Linked DNA regions of Hordeum vulgare: region 1 is linked to region 2. The links are chromatin contacts, called in public Hi-C maps. All regions are on one chromosome and are shown on one strand. The core of a region is the stretch at or near the end of the contact, and the rest is flanking DNA. Distances in the headings are between cores, read along the strand shown. Region 1 has its middle 21 kb from the start of LOC123448983. Region 2 has its middle 23 kb from the start of LOC123448981.

The links. A called contact is a pair of places that touch in the nucleus more often than the background predicts.
Region 1: a Hi-C map of leaf shows a contact between it and region 2, with 6 times the contacts expected there. The contact joins two enhancer-like sites. A contact is called at or near these places in 2 of 6 Hi-C or Micro-C datasets (leaf and seedling).

Annotation. Positions count from the first base shown.
Region 1 is chr4H:465,888,238-465,890,937 of MorexV3_pseudomolecules_assembly, forward strand. No RefSeq gene overlaps it. Among protein-coding and RNA genes, the nearest start is that of LOC123448983, 21 kb to the left of the region's middle. Within about 2 kb of position 1,419, at least 1 of the 3 cell types and tissues checked has open chromatin away from gene starts, as enhancers often do. A contact at or near this core is called in leaf, where this site is marked.
Region 2 is chr4H:465,585,546-465,588,245 of MorexV3_pseudomolecules_assembly, forward strand. No RefSeq gene overlaps it. Among protein-coding and RNA genes, the nearest start is that of LOC123448981, 23 kb to the left of the region's middle. Within about 2 kb of position 1,451, at least 3 of the 3 cell types and tissues checked have open chromatin away from gene starts, as enhancers often do. A contact at or near this core is called in leaf, where this site is marked.

The DNA of each region.
Region 1 (2,700 bases), core at 169-2,668, 300 kb after region 2:
CAGTTTATTTGGCTGTTTTTTCTTATTTTTTCCTCTTTCTTTTTCCATTTTAAATTCCTTTTTTATTCATAAATGATTATTAAACCATTATTTTTTTTCAAACTTGTGAACTTTTTTCTGAATCCATGCATTTTTTCAATTACAATAAAGTTTTCAACTCATGAACTCTTTTCAAATTTGTGATTTTTTTTTTCAGATTTGATGACATTTTCAAGTTTGTGGACCTTTTTTAAATTCATGCTTTTTTGAAAAGGAATAAAATGTTTGAAATCCATGAACATTTTTTAAAAATTGATCAACTTTTTTCAAATTTGTAAACATTTTTAAAAAATTAACCTTTTTTAAAATCCATAAACTCTTTTCTAATCGCCGATCTTCTTTCAATTTCATGAACTTTTTTGAAAAATTGAAGAACATTTTTTTGATTCGATGTTTTTTTCATATTCCTGAGTTTTTCAATAAATCCGTGAACTTCCTCAAAATCAATGAACTTTTTGCAAATTCATTTTTATAATTGATGAACTTTTCTTTGAATTGTGAACTTTTTTCAAATTTGAGAACCTTTTTTTAAACCCATGACCATTTATATGTTTCTTCTCGAATTTGTGAAAAAAATATTCACAAACTTCTATAAAATTCATGAACATTTTCAAATTCATGATTTTAGAATTTGCGAACACTTGTCTAGACCCGTGCCTATTTGTTGAAAGCCACGAACCTTTTCTATTTTATAATTATTTTCAAAATCATGAAAAAGGTGGCGTCTTTATTTTTCTGACTAGCAACTCACCACACCTGAGCAAAAAAATAAGAACGAGCGAGCGAGCGAGGCTGAGCGAACGAATCAGCAATTAAGCGCAAAAAAGGGAGTAATCATATAAGTTTCCCAAAGTGTAGCCCACATGCGTCTAAGAGCAAGTACAATAAAGTTGAGTCAGTTGGCTATAAGAAATAAAGTAGTATATTTTTGTTTAGTTGGAGGAAACAGAAAATGAGAGAAGGTAAGCGGACTCTTAGTTAAGAGCTAGCTCTAATACATGCTCTTAGGCACTTTGTAAGAGTGAAAGGTGGGCCATGTAATAAAAAATAGTATATTTTTCTAATCAATTATTGTACATGTTGGCTATAAGATGTGATATAGATGACATGAGAATGACCATAGCGAGGAGTTGACTATAGTATTAACCGTGCTCTAATAGTGGCACACCTCTTAAACAGTGCTGAAGCATCAAATATGAGTTGTCGATTGTGTTGGCATGTTCGCTAGTTTTTGCTAGACCAGTGATAGACGCTGATGCACCAGCCCAAATTTGTATCGTCCTTCCGCGGCCGCACGATCTGCGTCTTAATAGCCGTTTGATTAGAGCGTTATGTTCATCACTGTCCACCTCTCTCACTCAAAGAAACAAAAAATAAAATAAAATCAACCAAGCTCCCCGCATCGCTTTACACATCACGCCCGGGAAAAAAGTCCACCTCGCTCAGCGCCAGTGATGTCCCCCCAATCAAAGTACCCTTGGTCGGAGCTTCCATGAAGATCCCATCCGGGGCGGTCATGGCCGGTTGCAGCAATTGCCGTGCCCGTTGTAGCAACGAGCATGCCCGGTTGCAACAAAACGTCGTGTCGATTATAGCACCGCCGATGCTGGTTCCGGCAAAAACTCGCCGCATCATCATGTTTGCAGCAAAAATGGATGCAGCTTCGCCGGTTATGGATGCAGCGCCACCCCCACCCCTCAATATGACATGGAAGCAACACATGCCAACAAATGCAGGTCGATCATGCAATACATGCGTGAGCGACGCAACATTTGGTCGGACTGCCGGCGTGAAGAGTTTTCCTTTTGCTAGATTCAGGTCGAACAAGAGTGGGTCTTATAATCCACCCCTTTTTAGTTACTCCCTTTATTTTTATATATAAGACCACTATAAAAAATACAATTTACAAAAATATAAGGTCACTAATCCTAATCGATGTAATATTAATGATGTTTGTTTCATAACACTGATCAACTGCTATATTAAAAAGGTAAATGTTTGTAGCCGGTCGACCAGCTGAGTTTTCATTGAGTCGTACGCGGAGCGTCACATACGGGGCCATGCGTGGGTTCCCCCCTAAATCTTATTTATCTTTCCACCCTTGCATTTTTGGCCACTCGTTCCCCTTCCTCTGCCGCTAGTATAGCTTCCTCATTTCTCTCATGTCTCGACCCAGCCTTCCTAGCAGCTCATCGACGTTGCCGCCGCATCACCCCTGCATTTTCCCGTATACTGCAAGGACACCCGACGATCTTGCCATGCGCCACTCACACCCCGTCAACTTCCTTTGTCCTAGTATGTGTTGTTATAGAATTGAATCTCTAAAAAATAAAATTTAGGAACGAAGGAAGTATATATTTGGGCTAATTATATTACACTAAATATATACTCCCTTCGTTCCTAAATATATACCCCTTTGTCTTGGCTAACTCTTGCGGCTACCATCACTGTGCTGAGTTGATTTTACAGGGCACGGACATCGGACACGTTTACTCCCGCACACCTATGTTTGTTGGAGATACAATCACAAACAATTGTTTCATCAGATTTGTTTGTTATTTATATATAGCATCATTTGGGAAACCGGCAAAAAACGCGAGAGAGGGTCAGAACACAACCACAAAGGGGTAATGCGCACAGTAAAAACCAAACTCGACCGCG
Region 2 (2,700 bases), core at 201-2,700:
ACTGCATCCAAATGGATCAACACTACTTCCTAAATACCACATCACTACTGCATCCAACTGCTCAACTACACTAGCATTAATGCATTAAACTAGGGTTTGTGCAAGACAAGAAAAAACTTACTCAACCCCTCCAAATGCAGATGCCCATTAGTGGGAATTGGACGGATCTGCGGCGACAGCTCTAGCAAGAGCCCTGGCCGATGTGTACTCGAGCGAGAACTGTTGATTGTCCGGTGATGGTGGTGCAGTTTCTGGCGTCATCGGAGGAGTATGCTGCGGCGTCAGCACGGGCGACTGCATTGCAAAGCTGCCGCTGCCCAACCAATTATCCACTTTCGAATACTCTCCGTTGTCGTCATCCCCCGTTCCATCTCCCACCGTAGAGTGGCCGCCATCGCCTGGTTTCGCCATCGCCGGCGCCATCGCGGGAGAGGGAGTGCAAGCGAGAGAAGAGAGGAGGACGGGGAAACAGAGTGAGCCGGGTCGGTCGCTTTGACCACGGTCGGAACGGGTCGACCTAACGGTCGTCCGCAAGCGCGCCGTGAGCCCCTAGCCGACAGAACCCTCACGGGCGGGCCCATACGTGTCATAAGCGCATTTAAAATGTAACCGTTCGATCACTAGGTTTTTTGAATCAGCCGTACCGCAACCACTTTTGTGGTACTTTTTTAAAAGATTAAAAAATAGTAATTTTCCAAAATTAACGTTTGTAATGTGATAGTTTTTGTTATATACTCCCTCCGTTCCTAAATATAAGTCTTTGTAAAGATTTCACTAGTAAACTATATATGGATGTATATAGACATACTTTAGAGTGTGATTTACTTATTTTGATTTGTATGTAGACTCCTAGTAAAATCGTTTAAAAAATTTATATTTAGGAACGGAGGGGTACTCGGTTGCATTGCATGACAGGTCACATCATGGTGTCTCGCGAATCGGTTCGATTGTCTTGTCATCCTAATGGCTGGATCGAACTCGGTGGATGGAAACAGTGCCCTCCAACAGCTTCTCATCCATACAGTCCACGGAGATTTGCAGTGTAATCTTTTTTTTTTCATCGACTATTTTGCAGTGTAATCTGATGACCAGAAAGTACACTTCCAGAAGATGTGCGGAAAAGACGCTTTTTTTTCGTTTCGAAGAAAAACGACCCTTTTTGTGGCAAAATACACTCTGAAGTGTGAACTGAAGCACCGTGGCTTACACTGTGCTTTTGTGGCAGATTTTTTTCTAGAGGCAAACCACACTTTATTGTCCCCACAGATTAAATAATCAGACAACTTATTTTAGCCTTTAGGCTGAATATATTTCAGCCAGCCCGAGAGAGGAAAAAGAATTATTGGCCCGTCCGACATAATAAAAGGCTGCAAGCCTGCTAGATATTTTTTCTGGCAATCAGCGAGTGTGTAACTTCTGACTTGCTCAAAGGGGCAAGCATGATGGGCCAGCCCATACGCGTGCGAGGCCACGGCCTGTTTTTCTGTTCTTTTACGTGTTCTGTTTTCGTTTTTGCTTTATTGTTTTACGTTTGTTTATACTCTAATATATTTCAAAAATCATATTTTTAAAATGTGAACCAAGTATTTTAAAAATAATAATTAGGCATTCGGAAGTATTTGGAAATTTTCTTATCAATCTTTCACAAAATATCGAACAAGTATTTGAAAAAAATGTTAACTAAGCATTCAGAAAATATTGAACAAGTATTTTAAAAATGTTAATCAAGTATTTGGAAAACTTTGAGCGTGTATAAAAAAATTGTTGACCACGTATTAAAAAATGATGATTTTTTTGATATTGTATATAAAATGTTAATCAATAATTTTAGAAAAAAATATTGGGCAAGTATTTTAAAACTATTAAACAAGCCTTTTGGAAATATTAAATGTCTAAGGAGAAAATGTTGACAATATATTAAAAAATGATAAATTTATCATGTATATAAAAATATGTAACAAGTGTTTGAATAATGTCTATCAAGCGTTTCGAAAATGTTAAATGTTTGTAAAATTATGTTGGTAATGTATTAAAAAATGTTAATGTTTTTACTTTAAAATTGTTAATCAAGCATTTTAAAAAGTATATAGATAAAAATTTGACCATGTATTATAAAAATTTGACCATGTATTTTAAAAAGTGTATATGAAAAATGTTAACCAAGCATTTAAATGTTAAAATTGTGTATAAAAATGTTTATAATATATTAAAAATGAACTGTGTATATAGAAAATATTCATCATATATTAAAAATGTTAAATTATATTGAAAAAAGTTAAACGTGTATTATAAAAATCTTGTTGATATATACAAAAAATGTAGAATAAAAAACCAAAAGAGAAAAACAAAAAAACTAAAAAAAATATGAAATAAACCAAATGAAACATAAAATGAAAAATCAAACTGAAGAAAAATGCAAAACGAATGAAAAAATAATAAAAATATGAAGTAAAAACACATGTCAATTATTTTGTAAGACTTTTTTTTGGAGATGAGTCGAGGAAAAATGTGAAGTGCTTGAGTTTTGTGCAATGTAAATGATATAACAAAAATGAATGAAAATTCTCTTAATAAAATTTGTTTGGAGAATTAAAGTATGGAAGAATCTAGAACAAAGGAGAACAGTCTTTGTTTTAAAGTTTGTGCATATTATGATTGTGCTTAAGCTCAAGGAGAAACTTCTAGATATTATGTAATGAA